Linked DNA regions of Sus scrofa: region 2 is linked to region 1. A link is a contact called in public Hi-C data. All regions are on one chromosome and are shown on one strand. The core of a region is the stretch at or near the end of the contact, and the rest is flanking DNA. Distances in the headings are between cores, read along the strand shown. Region 1 has its middle 48 kb from the start of PIK3CG. Region 2 overlaps PRKAR2B (cAMP-dependent protein kinase type II-beta regulatory subunit).

Region 1 (7,132 bases), core at 726-3,225:
CATAGAGCTGTTGTGAAGTTAATGCATGCAATGCATGTTTATACCCGTCCCCAGCACATAGGATGTCGTATATGTTTGCTTTTTATTTTTATTGTTGTGCATATTATCCCTACCTTCTCCTAATCATCTACCTGTTTTGCTAAGTGGATCCTGAAAGCCAGCAAGAAGACTCTGAGTTCTCTGAAATGCCGTTGCCCAAACATTTCCAGAGTGTGCTTGGTCAAAGCCGTACCACTAGTTTCATATGTGTTTAATTTTGGATAGGTGGGGCTAAATCACAGAACCAGTTTTGTTTATTTATAACCGCCTTTAGATTCCCTCTTCCCTTCAAATCTCCCTTCTAAATCTGAGATAAGGTGCCAGCCTTCTCAGAAAAGAAGGGAAGGTCCAAAGGAAAATGAAGGCTGTCGACATAGCTCCCAGAAGGTGGGATCTGGATGTGCGAAAAAGCACACCAAAGAGGAAACTGAGATTACCAGTACGGTTTCCTCTTTATGCTTCAATTTTCTAAAATATGCCCAATGAACATGTATGTTTTAAAAGTTAGAATAAAATATGGTCTTTTGTAAAACAGAGAATTTTTTAAAAATCCTGCCAAAATCTCTCATCAAACAACTGAAAACTCTACTAAAAGAAGTCACAGAAGGAGCAGATTGAGTGGGGTGAAGGGACCTACTAAAGGAAGGTTACAGAAGGAGCAGGTTGAGTGGGGTGAAGGCAGAGCTCAGTGGCTTATGCAGATTATGTAGGAGCCTGGGGATGGGAGGTGGAAATATGGGCAAAGCAGGAGTGAGAAGTGGGCTTCTGACAAACCCCAAATTGTTTGGAAGAGTGAAACAAAAACCAGGAGACCAAAAAGACTTAGCTGACCAGTCCACAATGTTTGAAACTCTACGCTAGATACTGTAGGAAAGAAAGCAATGAATATAGCAGGGTCTCTACCTCCTATTGCATCTAAACATGAACTTGAGGAAATCGACTCTACAGCAAGTGTAGACTCCCTTTTGGAGGGAGGAAATCTTTTTAGATCACGATGCCAGGACTTCTCAAACTATTCCTTATGGATCATGTGCATGGGGGATAGCAGGGCTGATTATGAAAATGCAGACTCTCAGGCCTCTCCATCCCTGATGAATCAGCAGGTCTGGAGCCCAGAAGCAAGGGATCTGGCTTTTCATCAAGCCCTTGTGGTGATTCTTATGTACAATTTAAAATGTTAGTAACTCTCTTGTCAAACAACTGAAAACTTCAGTGGTAGCTGCCAAAGGAATTAAAATTACTTTCGACGGGGGTGGTGGGCATGGATGGTTTCAAGGAGCAGTATTTGAATGGAGGCTTTGGCTGGGTTTTCCTGACTGTGCCCAAGGGGAGGTCCAGTTCCAGGAGCGGGAAATGGGTGATCCAAGGCAACCAAGTTCATGGGGTGGGGTGGGGGGCCCATGACCGTGCTGGGGTTTATGGCAGACATGGGCTGCAGACCCATGAGGTGATGAGGTTCCAGTTCTGCAAGCTTTCCAGCCTCTCTTCCACACTTCACTGGGATGACAGGGCTGAGGAATTTCACCACAGAAAGCTGGTTTGGCTCTATGCTCATCTGTTCCCAGGCGAGCTAAATTCACCCGCTTTCTGCCTTCTGTCAAGTCAGCTGTTCTCTGAATTCAAGTAGAAGTATGAGAATTTCTGGCCACTCAGGGTGGCATTTTGCTATGGTCATTGCTTGAAGTAGCACAGGCGGCTCTATTTCCAAAGGGAAACCAGCCTACTCACCTCAGGCGGGGCAGGCAGGCAGGCAGCAGGCCAGGCCAGTGCTGGGCACACTGGGTGGCTTTGCCATCTCAGTGGCATCTGCAGGGAGTGAGGGGCAAGCAGCCGGTGATCAGATGTTCCTATACCACGGAAGTGCCCAGACCAACTATCGGGTCTGTGAGTGGGTTGGAACCTCCCTTTCTAAGCTACCTAGATGGTGTCAATCAACAACAATCATTTAATGACTGACCCTGCTGTTGAGTCAGCGCTGTCAGCCTCCACCCCTTTCTCGACTTCTGCTGATGCTGTTTGAAGCATCTAAGGGGTGAGAAGCTGGGGCCCGGCCTCATCAGCAGCAGCCCCACGATGAAAATTCCATCAAGGTCTCCTGTCTCCCTTCTGGCCTCGACCATCATGCTGTAGCCAAAAAATGTGAACTGGGCTAAGACACAGACAGGGTGCGAGGAACGTGGAGGGGCTGCCCAGATGTCCTTTCCAGAAAGGGGTGTGATCAGCAGATGCTTGTCAGCTGCTAGCCCCTCAGGGTCTGCCTCAGCTGCCTAGGCCATGTCCACAGCCAATGACGGATTATGGCAGGTGTATATAAGCCTAGCTATTTGGCCCAGGGCCCAGCAATTCACATGGGCCTCCCAGTCCTGCTTTCATGCCTTCCTTCCACAGGTGCTAATCCTAAGGCATTCCGCAATAAACACTGCAGCCTTCATTCCATTTCAGTCTGCTCTCCAGAGAACCCACATGCAGCCCGTGAGTTTGAATTTCAGCTGGACTAATTCGGAGCTCTGTGACCTTGGGGAAGCAAGAACTTCTTTTCTGTGAGACTTAATGTCCTGTTCTGCAAAATGAACACATAGTAACTTTTTTCATAGGATTGTTGCTGGTGCATTTACATATCTGGTGCAGAGTACTTGCTCATCAGTATTAGCTATTGTAATCTCAGGCAAGTTATGTAACTTTAGTGAGCCTTGGATCCGTTATCTAAAAATAAGAACAATATCGCTTACATCTCAGGATTTTTTTAAAAAATTGAAGTCTAGTTGATTTACCGTGTTGTTAGCTTCTGGTGTACAGCATAGTGCTTCAGTGTATCTCAGGATTTTGGTAAGGATCATATGACATACTCTGTGTGTGAGGTACTCAGTAGATATGCCCTTTCCCCTTATTTTTCCTTTATCATATCAATAGTACCTTTATAGAGTGAATTAAAAAAATAATTCTTTTTAATGTTATTTATTGCTTGCCCTTTATCAGAGTATAAAGTGCATTCATTCATATTCGGAGGAGGAAAATTGCATGTAGAGCAGAAGGGCGGGGCTCAGGTGGAGCCCTGGTTTTGTGGCTCTCTTCTCTTCCATTCCAGGTCAAAGGACAACTCCAGGCAGCACACCCTGCATGACTCAACATATTCTACACACTGCTCATATGACCTTCGTTTCCCCTTTTTCCTTGGTTCACTTTTATAATCCTTGTAATGATCTATTTCTGTGGATTATAGGATTTCTGTTTTATCTGGTAAATCTCTGAGAAGCAGGGAAGTATCTCTCTCTCTCTCTCTTTTTTTTTTAAAGGGTCTGGCTGGCTGTTCATTGGTTCTTGTACTAGTTAATAGTGACCAGCTCTTACAGCAATGCTGAGTTCTGCTGGATGCATTCAGAGCAGGAATTCCTGCTGACTTCACAAGGAATCTGAAAGCCAGATGGGGTCTTCTGAGCCCCCCCTTGTCCAACTCTGTCATCTCACCCATGAGGAATTTTTGTTTAGGTCAGCCTATTTTTAAATAATGTCATTTAAAATCTTATGTGGAATTTTTGTAGCCCCATCTTTATTACATCTTTCTTTTATAACTTCATAGTCTATTTTTTGTTTCTCGTTTAAAGCTTCGTCAGTTCTAGGAACACTGTCTTACACTGACACCTACTGGACAGGTGGGAAAATAGCTGATACCAAGAACACTACCGTTTGTTAGGACTAGAGACAGATAAATAGTGTCTTTCCCACTGCATTCATATTTATTTATTTATTTATGTATTTATGTATTTATTTATTTATTTTTGAGGGTGGTCTTTGCAGGGGCATACCTGCAGCATATGAAAATTCCCAGGCTAGTGGTCGAATCAGAGCTGCAGCTGCCAGCCTACGCCACAGACACAGCCACAGCAATGCCAAATCTGAGCCAAGTCTGTGACCCGTACCAAAGCTCTCACAGCAACGCCAGTTTCTTAACCCACTGAGTAGGGCCAGAACCCATGTCCTCATAGATACTAGTTGGGTTTGTTACCGCTGAACCACGGGGGGAACTCCCACATTCACTTTTAATAAGCCTCTTTCTTATAACTGTCCCGGTCATAAGCTTTCATTTCCCTCTTCTTCTACTAAACCTAATTGTCTATATTAGATTTTAGATTTCTGGGATGTGATGATTAGATCCAGTTAAGATGCTACAAGCCCATAGTATGTTTATGCAGTGCCATTCTTTAGATATATTTAATGTTTAATGAGGCACAATAATCCCACTCAGTAACTGTGATAATTCTGCAAGCACTGTAGCTCTGAAGCACTGACATGTCAGGTGGGCCCTGTGAAAGGTATGGAACCATTCTTAATCCTAGAGTCACCTGATGGTGGGGACTGCCAGAGGCCATCTCATCTGGATCAAAACCTCTCACCATTGGCAGTAAGAACTATCCAGGATGAAGGACATAAATTCTTTCCTTGACGATTTCTCCAGGGATCACAACCCCAGTGAGAATTCATTCAAACGCCTCACGGGACTTGGTTACAAAGCACCTCTTTCCTGCCTTTATATAAAGTTACTTTTGTTTGTCCTCCTAAGGTCTGGCAATGATTAATCAAATCCTACTCATAAAAACCTTCTGAAATGTACCAGTAGGCTATATCCTAATCACCTGCTTTCCCACCCTTTTTCACCATACTTTTCTTTAGTTAAGTAGTTGATTTTTTCTGAGTTCCCGCCGTGGCGCAGTGGTTAACGAATCCGACTAGGAACCATGAGGTTGCGGGTTCGGTCCCTGCCCTTGCTCAGTGGGTTAACGATCCGGCGTTGCCGTGAGCTGTGGTGTAGGTTGCAGACTTGGCTCGGATCCCGCGTTGCTGTGGCTCTGGCGTAGGCCGGTGGCTACAGCTCCGATTCAACCCCTGGCCTGGGAACCTCCATATGCCACGGGAGCGGCCCAAGAAATAGCAACAACAACAAAAAGACAAAAGACAAAAAAAAAGAAGTTGATTTTTTCAAGTATTCTAGTGGGTTCTGTACTTTTTTTCATGTGGTCGGTATATACAATCGAATATTATTCAGCTGCAAAAGAAGGACATCCTACTATTTAAGATGACAACATGGATAAACAGGTGTGGGGTAGGGGGCACAATTCTAAGGGAAATAAGCCAGACAGAGAGAGAGAGAGACAAATGCTGCATGGAATCACTTTTATATGGGATAAAAAAGAAGTCAAACTCATAGAAACAGAGTAGAATGGTGGTTGCCAGGAGCTGAGAGAGGGAGATACTGGTCAGAGGGTACAAACCTTCTGTGGTAAGAGAATCAGTTCTGAGGATCGAATGTGCAGCACAGTGACTGTACTTCATAACACTCTATTGTATACTTGAAATTTGCCAAGAGAGTAGATTTTTTTTCTCCCTCTTTTTATGGCCACATCTGTAGCACATGGAAGTTCCCAGGCTAGGGTTTGAATCAGAGCTGCTGTCTTTGCCACAGCTACAGCAATGCCAGATCCAAACTGCCTCTGTGACCTATGCTACAGCTTGCAGCAATGCTGGATCCTTAACCTAATGAGTGAGGTCAGAGATCGAACCTGTGTTCTCATGGATACTATGTTGGGTTTATTAATGATGAGCCACAACAGGAACTCCTAAAAGAGTAGATCTTAAATGTCCACACACACACACACACACACACACACACACAGAATAAGTATGTGAGGTGATGGCTATGTTAATTAACTTGATTGTGTAAAAATTTTATAGTATATACCTATATCAGATCATCGTATACTTTAAATATATGCAATTTTATTTCTCAATTATAGCTCAGTGAAGCTGGGAAAAGAAGAGAGAGAGCACCCAGGGTCTCAGCCTGGTAGCATTCATTACCACAAGCTGGGCACCAGTAGATCCTATTGGTTATTTGGGGCTCAGAGGAGGCACCTCTGATAGATTGGGACCAGGTATACCTGGAATGTGCCTTGATGCCTGGAATGGAGAGGTCAGGTAGGCCCAGGGAGACAAAAGGGCATGGCTTTGGGACCCCAAGAGACTTAGGTTTGAAAAATGGCTCCTTGGAGTTCCCATTGTGGCTCAGCGATGACCAACCCAACTAGTATCAATCCCTGGCCTCTCTGAGTGGGTTAAGGATCTAGTGTTGCCATGAGCTGTGGTGTAGGTCACAGACATGGCTTGTTTCTGGTGTGGCTGTGGCTGTGGTGCAGGTTGGCAGCTGTAGGTCCGATTCGACTCCTAGACTGGGAACTTCCATATGCCACAGGTGCAGCTCTTAAAAAAAATCAAAAGAAACAACAAACAAACAAACAAACTGGCTCCATCACTTACTGGTTGTGGATCTCAGTACTCTTTGCCTAAGTTTCTTCATCTGTACATGGGGACCACAAGACCACTTTGTATGGTGCTTGTGATAAATAAATGATGCGGTGCTTGACACATGGTCGGTGCCAAGTTATTTCTAGTCCCTGTTTCAAAAGCCACACTATTTACTTAGGTCTGGTCTTGTCTACAGTCTGAATACCCCTGCTGCTAACAGTTATTTCATGGAATAGATGCTGTTTCTGGAGGTCCTTAGGGCTGAGGCCTTCTTCATGTTCCCTGGTTGCCACAAATGAACTCTGCTTTCCTCTCAAACTTCTCAGATGTCCTTTGGTCTTCGAATGGTATGTTTTCAGACTTTAAAAAATAGTCCTAAGGATTTATTTATTTAACAAATATTTTTTTAGTTCCTACAAAGTGGCAGCAGCACAGGTCTAACAGTAAATGAAACATACACCATTTCCTGTCCTTATAGAGCTTTTATTCCAGAAGCAGGGGGATAAAAAATTAAGTAAAGCATATGGTTTGTCAGATGATCATAAATTCTAAGTAAAACATAAGGCCAGATGGGCAACAGGGGTTGTGTGTGTGAGTGTGCCTGTGTTTGGGGACATGGTTGCCTTTCTGCTCTTTGAGCTGTGCAGGGGACAAGGGCTGACCTGGGAGCCATAGGCTTCTTGTGATGACAGAGACAGGGTGAAAAGTATGCTGAGGTTGGTCCTGAGGGCCTCAAGGAAGATGTGGTGTAGGGTGTTAGGGTGGGGAGTGTGTAGGGTGGACTCTTGCCAGAGGA
Region 2 (7,193 bases), core at 3,632-6,131, 290 kb before region 1:
TATGGCTGCTGGTTCCAACTGGGATCTTAGAAAAGCATTAGGGGTTGGACAGGATGCTGGTCCCATTTAGTGCCTGGAAGTCGGTACAAAATATGGTGCAGCGAGTTCCCTTCCTGGTTAATTTTATCAGGGAGCAGCCCCAGGAGACTGAACGGATGGTGCAAAAACTCTCTATCTTCCAGTGCACCCTCTGAGTCCTTATTAATAAAACTCATGGAACGATTACCATTTTCTTCCTCTTATAAATGACTTTTTATTCTTTATATACACGTGGCTTTCATGTCAGGTACAAATATAAAATGATGCAGAAATCCATTTGATGATTTAATACATATTCATTAAGAGTTAATTACAAAAATACAAATATTCAAATAGCTTAATGGCTGTAAATTAAACCATTTTTTAACAAATCATTTGGTAGAAGTAATATTCATTTAATCAATCACTACATACTAATTATACACACACACACGAAGCATTTAGCAAGCCTTAAAATGTCTAAGAGCCTTTCGGAAAATAACTCTCAACTGAATTCCATAAACAGTATTATACCTGAGCAATGATTTGTTCTCCATCGTTGTACACTTTGGTGCCTATTACATCCACCACTTTCAGGCGTTCAGAAACCTACAAAGGAAAAGAAGATTATACAGCTGACCCCTGAACAACATGGGGTTAAACTGTGCATATCCACTTACATGCAGATTTTTTCAATAAACAGTCACCCCACCCCCACTCCCATCCATGGGTGCAGAACCAGAGATAGGGACAGCCAACTGTAAGGGACTGAGCATCCACCAAGGTCCTGGAAACAGTCCTGCAGATACTGAGGGACAAGACTATATGAAACAGCCTGATCGGGTAATCTTAACTATTTCAGGTTTTTTCGTTCCTTTCTGGCCACACCCATAGCATGTTAGTTCCCACACACCAGGGATGGAACCCACACCACAGCAGAGACCCAAGCCACCGCTGTGACACTGATGGATCCTCAATCCACTGCCCACAGATCTTCCTTAACTGTTTCAAGGTTTAAAAATGGTAGCCTATAGGCCAAATAAACTGAGCAATGTGTGGGTCTGTGTGTGTGTGTTTGCTGTATTAACTGCCCACATTTTAAAATAAATTTTCAATAAAAACTTGAATTTCCAGCTTCTCTTGAAAAATCGGGACACTCAGCAACAGTCAGCCCATATCTCCAAATTGCAAAAATAAACTCTGTTAACTAGCAGCTGTTTCTTTAGATGGAGCACATGTTTTCCAGTTTACCAAAGTCCCATCCTGGCTTGGTTTTCTTCAATATGTTAACTCTAAGGCATGTGCATTTCCAACCCCTGAGCTATTTTTATTTAGAGAGAACTGTTGCTGGAAAAGATCAGCTGCCCAAAATGCATTCTGAAATGTGGCCTGAATTTCTACTACTTTAAGCCAACAGAGAGTCACATCCGCCCATGAGTTCGTCAGTCCGAAGGACTGTGGCTTAGATGCTGGAAGGATGGCAGTGCTGTCTCTAAGATGGGAAGTGGGGTGGGAGGAGGTTTGGGCCGGATTAGGTGTGAGCTTTCTATCAGACACCCCAGAGAAAATGTTAAATATGCAGTTAGATAAATGAGCCTGGCGTTCAAGGGCTGGGCCTTGCCCAGTAACAACAATTCTAAGAGGCATCAACATAATAGACTTATAAGCCAGGGGATTTGACAAGTTCACCATGTGAAGAGGGTTAGGGTGAGCCTGCCAAAAGAAAAAGAGACCCTAGAATGCCAATTTTAGGAGAAAGGAGAAGAGGAATAAAGGAGGAGAGGCCAGTGAGGATGTGCTGTATTTGGATAATCTGATCCTATAAAGGCATAACTAAGCGGCCACTGCCTACATTTGTGGGGTTCTTTTAAGTCTGCGTTCAGATAAAGACCAAATACAGATCTGCCAAGGATGCTCCTAGGAGTCTATTGCTTACATACGACAAAACAAATGCAGCTATAGGCAGGAAAAGAAAGGCTGAGCTGTACAAACGCTATATAATCTTCTCAAATGAAAATATGGATAAATTATTATTCAAAGAAACTTCCAATAGAACTAAGCATTCCCAACAAAACAAAAGCTTTTAAAGCAAAATAAAAGCACAAACATATACTTACTTCCAAAGATTTAAGGAATGGCAGTGACTCAATAAAGCTTTCATACATTTTCCTCTTTTTGGCATTATTTTTTACAATTATTCTCCTGAAGGTTACCCTGTCCTAAAGGCAGAATGTCAAATACGAAGACAGTTAAAAGGTAGACTTTATGGGGAAAGAAGGTTTGAAGAGACAGTTTGAATTTATTCCCTACAAAGAACAAACAATAATTGAAGATTTTGAAATAAAAGATGAACATCATTATACTTCTAACGTAACTCATTTCAGATTACTTCTTTAAGCATACATGTAGAACCATATAAAACGTGACTTTCAGGTTTTTTAAAGAAAGCACCAACGTGTAACCGGCGGGCTACACCACAAGGTGGCGCTGTCGCACCACTTAATACGCTCCCCGTTCTTTCCTGCCCCACCCCCTCCCCTTTTGAGAGAAAAGTGATTTATGACGTATGCATTAAAGGTATAAACAATACGTTGATATGACATACCTATATACTGTGAAATGATTACCACCACAGATGGTTAATACCGCTATCACCTCACATAATTACCATTTCTTTTCTGTGGTAAGAACATTAAAGATTTATTCTTTGCAGCTTTCAAGTATATACTGTTGTTAACTATAATCATCACGTTTTACACCGGATCCTCAAAACTTACTCATAACTGCAAGTTTTTTCTCTTTAACCTACCTCTTCCCCACCACCCTCAGCCCCTGGCAACCCCATCATCCTACTTAGTTTCTGAGAATTGAAACCAGCAAGTGAGTTCTTTCGCTACAGATAACAGCCTTAGAGTGTTATGAAATCAATTCGGTGGGACATGACTGGCATTTTTTTTAGGTGTAACTGGCACACAACATTTTATTAGTTTCAAATGTACAACATAATGATTCAGTATCTGTATATATCGTGAAATGATCATATTAACTCTAATTAACATCCATCACCATACATATAGCTACCACATTTTTTTTCTTGTGATGAGAAATTTCAAATGTACAACACTGTTACTATTAACTGGTTACCGTGGTGTATACTCTGTCCTCAGCATGCATTTGTATCTAGAAATTTGTACCTTTTGACCCCCTTGACCCATGACCGGCATTTTCATCTTTAAAAAAGAAAAAACAAAAGAGAAAATCTGTGGGCATCCTTTTTAGTCAAGTGTTGAGTTATATATTTATTTCCATTATACACAAAGGCACACAAACATATACACTGGTGTGACATTTCCTAATGTGTTTCTTGTGGACTGCAGTAAAAAAAAAAACGATGGAAAACAGTATTAGGAAAAATTTTTAATCATGCACTTACAATGTAAAGAGATATAGAAAAATTATTGACTAGGCTTTTTATCACATCCATATACCAGAGTTTCTTTTTTAAAATATACAGAGAAACTACGACTTCTTTGAGGAGAGTTTGATGACAGTGTTTATCATGCTCATCATTCTAAAATGTTCCTATGTTTATACTACTTAACCTCAAGGATACAGAAGTGAAATAAGGAACCAGGGAAAACTTTAAAGCTAATGGCTCTAAAAATGGTTTTACTACAAATTTTATATTACAAAAATTCCTACCAAACATTTAGTTCTCAGAGTGCTCAGAATTACGTTAGTTTGGCATAAACTGATAAACAACAATACCGTTTAATATAAAGTAAAATTAATTGGAATATGTTCTTTAATAAATTACTGTGCCAACATATTAAGGCTGAATTTAAATGAACTGATAGGATGGGGGAAAAATGCAAGTGTGGATTAAGTCTCTAGGAAACTAAACATCTTGTTCTCCGATTTCGTTTATTATAATTTTATAAGGGTTATAGTTTAGACTTAGTCATTTTTTAAAAAGAGAAAAAAATTTAAGATAATTGTAAAATATTGAAATAATTTCCAAGTCTAGCTCTGCATCAGAATCAGCAGTGGTGTTTTAAAAAAAAAAGTTTCTAAGATCCCATACTTTATTTTTATTTATTTACTTTTTTTAGGACCATACCCAGGGCATATGGAAGTTCCCAAGCTAGGGGTTGAATTGGAGCCACAGCTGCCAAGCCTACACCACAGCCACAGCAACGAGGGATCGGTGTTTGCAACCTACTTTGCAGCTCATGGCAACACCAGATCCTTAACCCAGTGAGTGAGGCCAGGGATCGAACCTGAATCCTCATGGATCCCAGTAAGGTTCTTAAGACACAGAGCCACAACGGAAACTCCTAAGATCCCACACTTTAATGACTCAAAATCTTGGCACACAGGACTCTATATATAATAATCTGTATTCTGTAAAAACTCTCCAAGTGACTCTGCTATGTAATCTGTTCTGGGGACTGGCTGCACACCACTTTATGAAGAAGAGTTTACAGCAAAACAGAGAAGCCTAGAAAGAGGTTAGCAATTTAGAAATTAATCATAATGAGCAATGTGTGTCAGAAAAAAATTTCTATTAGTGGCTCACCTCTTCACACCCACTGTGACATAAAAATAAAATCCAGAAAGTCCCATTTCAAAGATTTTCATCCTATAGTCATTTCAGTCCTCACCTCTCTGAATCACCAGCACAGTCCTGCAGATCAGTTAATTCCCCAGGGCTAACAGTGACCTCGTCTTATTTACAAAGCTGGACTCTTCTACAAAGGACTTTTCTCTTGAGATTTGCTTATCTTTATACCTGCACTGATGCGGCAGAGCTCCAATCTGTTGGTCTTAAAACTTTCTCCGGAAGGGGGCTGGTTAGGTGAATTGCTAAGAAAGCAGGTTTGAAGTATTAACTGATTATGTTAATTATTATGATTTTTAAAAGCAGCTATTGCACTTATGCACACACCCCAAGGTGATCATCACAAACTGTCCACTTTCTTTTTTTAACGGCTGCACCTATGGCATATGAAGTTCTCAGGCCAGGGACTGACTCCAAACCACATCTGCAACCTATGCCACAGTTGTAGTAATGTCAGATCCTTTACGCCACTGTACTGGGGCTGGGGATTGAACTTGCACCTCCACAGTGACCCGAGCTGCTGCAGTTGAATTCTTAACTCACTGTGCCACTGTTTGTAAAGTTTAAAATATGTACAGATTAGTAAAAATCTCTGAAAATGACCTAAGTATCATGCACCCTGGGAAATGCTGGGCCTTTGTCAGTAGTTTAGGGTTCCCGCCAGGGCTGAAAACTATCAGGAATCAAAAGGCCAACCAGCTAAATATGTGACCTTGTTCAGAGGAACTGCAGAGAGGAGGCTTCCGTGTGACAATCTGATTCTGGATAGCAACCCCATCAGGATGATTAAATTTTCAGTGATACCTTCCTTAAGGAAACTCAAGACAGGGCAGGTAAGCACTTCCTAGGGGCCAAGTTCACTCAGGTTTGAGTTTTTAACTTTGCTGGCTTTGGGTACTGAGATCTTTCATCCTCCTTAAAACACTTCAGATGATGAGCCTGAAACAATTCCAATTCCAACTGGAAACAATTCCAATTCTTCTTCCAGCACTTAAAAAGTGACTCATCACATTTTTAATAAGTAAACAAGTAACTGCCTGGTTTTAATAAGAAGAAATGAGACAAAAAAACAAAAGAGGGGGAGCTCCCATCATGGCTCAGTGGTTAACGAATCCAACTAGGAACCATGAGGTTGCGGGTTCGATTCCTGGCCTTGCTCAGTGGGTTAAGGATCCGGCGTTGCCGTGAGCTGTGGTGTAGGTTGCAGAGGAGGCTCAGAGTTGCTGTGGCTCTGGCGCAGGCTGGCAGCTGCAGCTCTGATTCAACCCCTAGCCTAGGAACCTCCAAATGCCACGGGAGCGGCCCAAGAAATGGCAAAAAGACAGAAAAAAAAAAAAAGAAGTGCACAATATATCTCATTTTTCCAATCAAGAGATTTCTATCAGCTGAATCCACTTCAGAGTCCAACACTGTGTGGTGACTGATAATGCGTAACTCCTGTGAAGCTGCAGTCCTGTACTTCTTGTTACCTCACCTCGCCTCCTTAAAAGGACTTGTCAGAAATAACTGAGTAGATGCATGTCAAAACTATAGGGTGGGAAGTTCCTGTTGTGGCTCAGTGGTACCAGACCCAACTAGTGTCCATGAGGATACAGGTTCGAACCCTGCCCCCGCTCCGTGGATCGGGCATTGGCGTGATCGGTGGTCTAAGTCTCAGACGCAGCTCGGATCCCGCGTTGTTGTGGCTGTGGCTGTGTTGCAGACTGGGGGCTGCAGCTCTGATTTGACCATTGGCCTGGGAACTTCCACAGGCCACAGGTACAACCCTAAAAAGCAAAAGACAAAAGTGTACATATATAGTGTGTGATGTTTCTCACAATGTTAAAAGAGAATACAAATATTGTCAACCTTCCCTTAATCAGGGCTGTTTAAATCTGGGCACCAGCAGCACTGCTGTCTCCAGGGGGCTTCTAAGGCTCCGCCTCCTCCCAGACCCAATGAATCAGAATCTGCCTTTTAACTAAATCCCCAGGTGATCCCTAAGCATCAGCTTAAACAGTCTTTCAGAATCGGCTTTGCTGGGGTCTGCTCCTCTGCATCCTAATATCACCTATGAAAAGAATCTCCCTCCCTCCCCTCACCCAAATGTCTTTAAGTCAACTTTCAAGTCTTGTAGACAGACCACCTTTAAGAAATTTATTTGGGGAAGTTCCCATTGTGGCTCAGCAGGTTAAGAACCTGACTAGTAACCAGGAGGATGTGGGTTCGATCCCTGGCCTCACTCAGTGAGTTAAGGATCTGGCATTGCTGCAACCTGTGGCGTAGTTGCAAATGTGGCTTCCATCCAGTGTTGCCGTGGCTGTGGCATGGGCTGGCAGCTGTAGCTCTGATTTGACTGCTAGCCTGGGAACCTCCATATACCGCAGGTACAGCACTTATAAAGAGAAAAGGAAAAAAAGAAATTTATTTCACCAGGACCCAACCCTCAGAGTCTGATTACATTTCTCAGTGGTGGGGCCTAGTTAAGAGGACTTTTTTAAAACATCCCCAAGTAATTCTGATGTGTAGTAAGTGAGAAGCACAGGAATCAACTATTTTCTCTCTGCAGGGCTGC

Evidence for each region. Hi-C and Micro-C count contacts between places; a contact is called where the count stands out from the background.
Region 2: a contact with region 1 is called in a Hi-C map of retroperitoneal adipose tissue, with 2.7 times the contacts expected there. The contact joins two enhancer-like sites. A contact is called at or near these places in 1 of 5 promoter capture datasets (fetal skeletal muscle), 32 of 47 Hi-C or Micro-C datasets (adipocytes, adipose tissue, alveolar macrophages and 18 more) and 2 of 2 datasets of contacts at active chromatin or transcription factors (alveolar macrophages and skeletal muscle).

Annotation. Positions count from the first base shown.
Region 1 is chr9:106,653,459-106,660,590 of Sscrofa11.1, reverse strand. No RefSeq gene overlaps it. Among named protein-coding and RNA genes, the nearest start is that of PIK3CG, 48 kb to the left of the region's middle. Within about 2 kb of position 1,975, at least 23 of the 83 cell types and tissues checked have an H3K27ac peak or open chromatin away from gene starts, as enhancers often do. A contact at or near this core is called in retroperitoneal adipose tissue, where this site is marked.
Region 2 is chr9:106,942,854-106,950,046 of Sscrofa11.1, reverse strand. PRKAR2B (cAMP-dependent protein kinase type II-beta regulatory subunit) reads right to left here. Exons shown (of 11, transcript XM_021102599.1): 7 at 2,136-2,237; 8 at 553-627. Among named protein-coding and RNA genes, the nearest start is that of HBP1, 20 kb to the left of the region's middle. Within about 2 kb of position 4,881, at least 9 of the 83 cell types and tissues checked have an H3K27ac peak or open chromatin away from gene starts, as enhancers often do. A contact at or near this core is called in retroperitoneal adipose tissue, where this site is marked.